Linked DNA regions of Ovis aries: region 1 is linked to region 2. The links are chromatin contacts, called in public Hi-C maps. All regions are on one chromosome and are shown on one strand. Each heading gives the region's core, a stretch centred on a gene start, on an enhancer-like site or on the middle of the called end of the contact. The rest is flanking DNA. Distances are from core to core; before and after follow the strand shown. Region 1 holds the start of LOC101103396 (cytosolic beta-glucosidase). Region 2 overlaps ADGRA3 (adhesion G protein-coupled receptor A3).

The links. A called contact is a pair of places that touch in the nucleus more often than the background predicts.
Region 1: a contact with region 2 is called in a Hi-C map of mixed tissues, with 5 times the contacts expected there. The contact joins the promoter of LOC101103396 here to the enhancer-like site in region 2. A contact is called at or near these places in 7 of 16 Hi-C or Micro-C datasets (hypothalamus, liver, mixed tissues and 3 more).

The regions. Positions count from the first base shown.
Region 1 is chr6:42,848,400-42,851,099 of ARS-UI_Ramb_v3.0, reverse strand. It overlaps LOC101103396 (cytosolic beta-glucosidase), which reads right to left and starts at 1,345. Exons shown (of 5, transcript XM_004009737.6): 1 at 1,211-1,345. The coding sequence starts at 1,268.
Region 2 is chr6:42,596,887-42,599,747 of ARS-UI_Ramb_v3.0, reverse strand. All of the region lies in intron 11 of ADGRA3 (adhesion G protein-coupled receptor A3), which reads left to right. Among named protein-coding and RNA genes, the nearest start is that of ADGRA3, 98 kb to the left of the region's middle. Within about 2 kb of position 1,432, at least 3 of the 54 cell types and tissues checked have an H3K27ac peak or open chromatin away from gene starts, as enhancers often do.

The DNA of each region.
Region 1 (2,700 bases), core at 96-2,595, 250 kb before region 2:
ATTTTCTGGGAAAATGTGAAGACAGTACTACAGAGAGAGAGAGAAAAGTGATGTGGGATCTTGCTGAACTGGACACTGCCAGACCTTTTGAGCATGCCTTGTATCAGAGGATGAAAGTATAAAAGTATCGGTTGCTCAGCTGTGTCTGACTCTTTGCAACCCCATGCACTGCAGCCCTGCCAGGCTCCTCTGTCCATGGGATTCTCCAGGCAAGAATAATGGAGTCAGTTGCCATGCCCTCCTCCAGGGGATCTTCCCAACCCAGGGATCGAAGCTGGGTCTCCCACATTGCATGCTGACTCTTTACCATCTGAGCCAGCAGAGCATATGTGTGTCAAAACACAGAGGCCCCATGGAAGATGGCTTCTACCTGACAGTTCCATGGATGTGAATGGAGACCAACTTCATTCTGGATCTTCTTTGACCTCTCACAGTTGCTTCCCTTTACTTCTCAGCCACCCAGGAAATGGGGGAGGGGGGTGTGCTCAACAGAAATAGAACAGGGCACCTCTCCCAACTGAAGAACATCCCTTGAAATGTTCTTTGAAATTTCAACGTCTCTTGAAATCTTTGAAGGTACTTAGTCAATATTTTCCAACCAACAGGAACAACTGTTTTCATTTTTAGGGAGATTATGGCCAATGTGTTCAAGAAACAAATGATGAAAGCAACTCATTCAATATACACTGATGTCTCAGATAAGCTGAAACCGACCAAAAATACAGCTGTTGCTGGGTCTTCAGCCCGTCACCTCCACCACCCTTGTGCCTAAGGAAAGGAACATGGGAAGCGAGCCTCTTCAATGAGCAAAGGAGTAGTTTCATTTAAACAGTTAGGGCCTCTTCAGTGCTTTTCTGGGGCTTCCCAGGTGGCGCTAGTGGTAAGAACCCGCCTGCCCATGCAAAAGGCCTAAGAGATGCAGGTTCGATTCCTGAGTTGGGAAGATCCTCTGGAGGAGGGCATGGCAACCCACTCCAGTATTCTCGCCTGGAGAATTCCCACGGACAGAGGAGCCTGGCGGGCTATAGTCCATGGGGCCGCACAGAGTCGGACACAACTGCAGCGACTTAGCACGCAAGCACACTGCTTTCCCTTCTTGTCCTTCTTTTTTTTTTTTTGCCTCCTTATCCCCACCTTTTTCCGCAAACATACAGAATCTACGAGAAGGCATCCAGCCCAGCCCTAGAGAAGGGCAAGGAGTTTCTCCTACCTTCCACTTGATAAGCTGAGGTGGCTGCCCCCCATCCAAATCCTGCAGGGAAAGCCATGTGTTTCAGAGACAACCGGCCCAGACAACGGAGAGGCACCTTTCAGGCAGAGTCCCACGGTTGCGCAAACAGTGAGTGAACTCTCATCCTGACTGAAATCTCGGATCGTGAGCGACTATGCAAACAAGAAGGGAGCCTGATTAAACGACTCTGCTTGAATGGCCACAGCCTTGATAGGAAGTCAAGTCACTGGGTTCATGGGGAGTGTCTGCAGACACTCCCTGATTCTTAACAGAGTTGGGCCAGCCTGGGCACAGGCCTAGTCCCTGCTTTGGCAGGGTACCCGTCCTTCTAATCTTTCCCCTTTTAATGAAATACATGGACATTGCTTTTAAAAGTCACGTAAACCTTTGTGGCTCAGCTGGTAAAGAATTCGCCTGCAATGCGAGAGACCAGGGTTTGATCCCTGGGTTGGGAAGATCCCCTGGAGAAGGGAAAGGCTACTTACCCCAGTATTCTGGCCTAGAGAATTCCATGGACTGTATAGTCCATGGGGTCACAAAGAGTCAGACAGGACTGAGCGACTTTCACTTTCACTTTGGGCTTTCCTGGTGGCTTAGTCGATAAAGCGTCTGCCTGCAATGTGGGAGACCCAGGTTCGATCCCCGAGTCCAGAAGATCCCCTGGCGAAGGAAATGGCAACCCACTCCAGTACTCTTGCCTGGAAAATTCCATAGACGGAGGAGCCTAGTAGGCTACAGTCCTTAGGGTCACAAAGAGTCAGACACGACTGAGCGACTTCACTTTCTTTCTTTAATCCTCCTAGAACTTTCCCTTGACCATTTCCTCACAATTCCTTATCCCCATGCCCTAGAGGTAACTATTCTCAGCTGTTTCTGCTGGTTTTTATTTTCATGTGGCTTCCCAGGTGTCGCTAGTGGTAAAGAACCTGCCTGCCAATGCAAGAGGCATAAGGAAGGTCGTTCGATCCCTGGGTATGGATGATCCCCTGGAGGAAGCATGGCAACCCACTCCAGGATTCTTGCCTGGAGAATCCCATGGACAGAGGAGCCTGGGATTCAGGCTACACAACCGAAGCCTGCCCAGCATATATATATATATATATATGTCTACGCAATAGGCTGATGCTGGTGCTTCTTAATTTGTTTTTCACTTTTCCATAGTAACTATTGACTTCTGGATAGAAGGGTGGAAGATTCCAGCATGTGTGTGTTCTCTCTTTCTCTCCCCTTCCTCCATTCCCCTCAATGTGGTTAGATTACTATTTCTGTTTAAATAAATATTCACTATTTACATGAATTTGACCAAGTATGGCTCAAAGCTAAACCATGCAGCATACCACACTTGTGTGAAAGTTTTCATTTTCTCTAGGGTTCATCAAGTGTCTGGTTTTGATATTTAATTTCCTGTATACTTGTCACTAATTTATCCCCAGTCTGCCTGGGCTGTGAATCTACGTTCAGACACTCCT
Region 2 (2,861 bases), core at 183-2,682:
GCTTCCCAAAGGCTTTGAAAAGAAAGTTTTCTGATTTAGTAGCTTTAATTCATATGTTTTATGTCAATTTCCATTGCTGTAATCCATACATTTTAAAATGAATATATGGTTAAATGAAATTATTGCCTTTGTGTTTTTGTCTTCAGGCTAAGTGGCAAATGTATAGCCACAATAAATGTATCAAATGTGTCCATTAGTTTTGGACATGCCACATAGCATGTGAAATCATAGTTCCTCACCCCCTGCATTGGAAGCACAGAGTTTTAACCACTGGACTGCTGGGGATGTCCTCCTCGGTGAATTTTTTCATTAGATTTACAACCTTTCTGTAATAAATGATCGGGACTTCTTTTAAAGAGATCAAATATGCAAGTGTTACATATTTACTATAAAAATATTTTTGATACAGGTGAAGTTTGCTTTTCCACCTTCCCTAGGCTATGCCAAGGGACCTATAATTATTATTTGACAATACTCTTTATTGGACTTTGAAGGATATCTTATAAATTATAAGCATGTAACAGCCTTGAATTTGTAGCTCTCATCTCTCAGAGATTTCTCCTTACTCTGGAATTTTTTAAATTTGTTGTTGTTGGGTTGGTTTTGCCAGTTTAAATTTGTATAGAAAAAAAATTGGACTGGTAGAAACTGTAATTGTCATTTCCTTTTTCAGCTGTCTTTTAGAAAGTAAAGTATGACTTTCTTTATTTAAATTAATTTGATTTATCGTAAAGAATACTTTCCCAGAGAGCTGTGCTTTGTTTTCAAGTTATTTTGGGTTCATAGTAGAATTATTTTATGGACTTTTAAGTACTTAAGTTTTAATAAATGTCCAGCATGTAACATTTCATCAGGATTTTGACCTTCTAATTAAATTGATCTATTGATGTTTTTCCGTTTTGGCATGCATCTTTAAATACTTAGGATAAATTTATATACTTAATAGAAATGTACTATGTTAGTGAATGAATTGGTAATATCTTTGTTTGCCTATCAAGTTGTATTTGGGAGAATAGTAGAAACCTTATTATATGTTTTCTCAGATGTAATATTTTTACTAAATTTTTTCTTGTTATCTGCAATTTAAAAGTAATGTTCACCTATCAATATTTAAACTTAAAAAATGCTTTCAGCAGATATTTATGGTTATCTGCTGTGTTACAACACTGTTTTAAGCACAGTAGTTAAGAACTAATTCTGAAGTCAATCGTTTGCTTCAGTAGAACCTTAAAAATGCCACACAGACTTTCAGTAGTTTCATAAACAATGGGCTATTTTATTAATGCTAGTGCCAGGAACTATTATTAACATAGGCAGTCCCCAGATAAATGAGATGATCTGCATTTGAAAGTTCTCTCACCCTAGTTAAGAGGAGTAGACAGTCAGTTACACTGGGATACTTTAGGACTTTCGTTATGCTGTGCTCTGTGCAGAATGCTGCCTGAGTCCAGAATAGGGAGCAGTACCTGCAGTAGTGATGTAATTAATCACCCCCAAAAGCCCTATTAATAAAACCTTGCAAAGTCGTTCTCTTCTTGGCTGCCAACCTTTCTCATCCTGATCCATCCTTTGCAGAAGCAGCAGAATTAACTTACTAAAAATCAGATCTGACCAGTTTGAGCTTACCAGATGAAAGAATCATGGGGCATTTCAGCCATAGATACTGGCATGTGCGCAGTGGCATTTAAGAATCAGGGGATGGGGCTTCCCTTGTGGCTCAGTGGTAAAGAATCTGCCTGCCAATGCTGAAGACACAGGTTGGATCCCTGATCCAGGCAGATGTCACATTGAGCCTGTCCTCTAGAGCCCAGGAGCTGCTACTACTGAGCCCATGTGCCACAATTACTGAAGCCTGAACACTATAGAGCCTGTGCCCCAGAACAAAGAGAAGCTACTGCAGGGAGAAGCCTCCACTCTGCAACTAAAGAGTAGCCCCCACTCGCCACAACTGGAGAAAAGCCTGTGTAGCAGTGAAGAGCCAGCACAGCCAAAAATAAGTAAAAAAGAAAAGGAAAAAAAGCAGGGGATGTCAAAAAATGATCAACTCGAATCGTGTATATTATCATATGTGAAACAGATCGCCAGTCCAGGTTCGATTCATGAGACGGGCCACTCAGGGCTGGTGCACTGGGATGACGCTGAGGGATGGGATGGGGAGGGAGGTGGGAGGGGGATTCACGATGGGGAACACATGTACACCCATGGCTGATTCATGTGAATGTATGGCAAAACCACTACAATATTGTAAACTAATTACCTCCAATTAAAATAAATAAATATATATATATATTTTTTCTGTCAATGTGACACCCCCCCCCCCAAAAAAAAAGTGATAAACTCACTGTGGCCCAGTCATAGGTTGTGGTGTAGGGAGTGTTAGGAGATGAATTTGAGGAAAGGATTTTAGCCAAATTATATGGCATACTTTAGAATTTTTGGCTGTATTTTCTAAACATTTGGGAGCCAAGGTGTTACTTGAACTGAAATAACAACAGATTTGTTGAAGAGGAAATTCTGTTGGCATCATGAGCATTGGGTTGGAGAGAGAGGTTGGTGCCAAGAGAAAGGCTCTGTGATGAGTCCTTAAAATAGGGAAGTTTTTAGATTATTATTTGCCTCCTTGGTGTACAGATTTATTTTTCATTAAATGCTGAATAATTTATAATTTAAAAATCCCTAATAAAGAAATCTGAAGAACATTTAGTGCCCAGCCAGCATTTTTCACTTGTTCCTCTTTGTGACTGTGTTTTTGTAAACCTAATGTGTTTCTGAGTCTAAAGTTCTGTTATGTTTTTGTATAATTTCTTCTGTTCTTTGACAGTCGGAATCTATCATAAATCACCTTAAAGTTTCATAAGCCC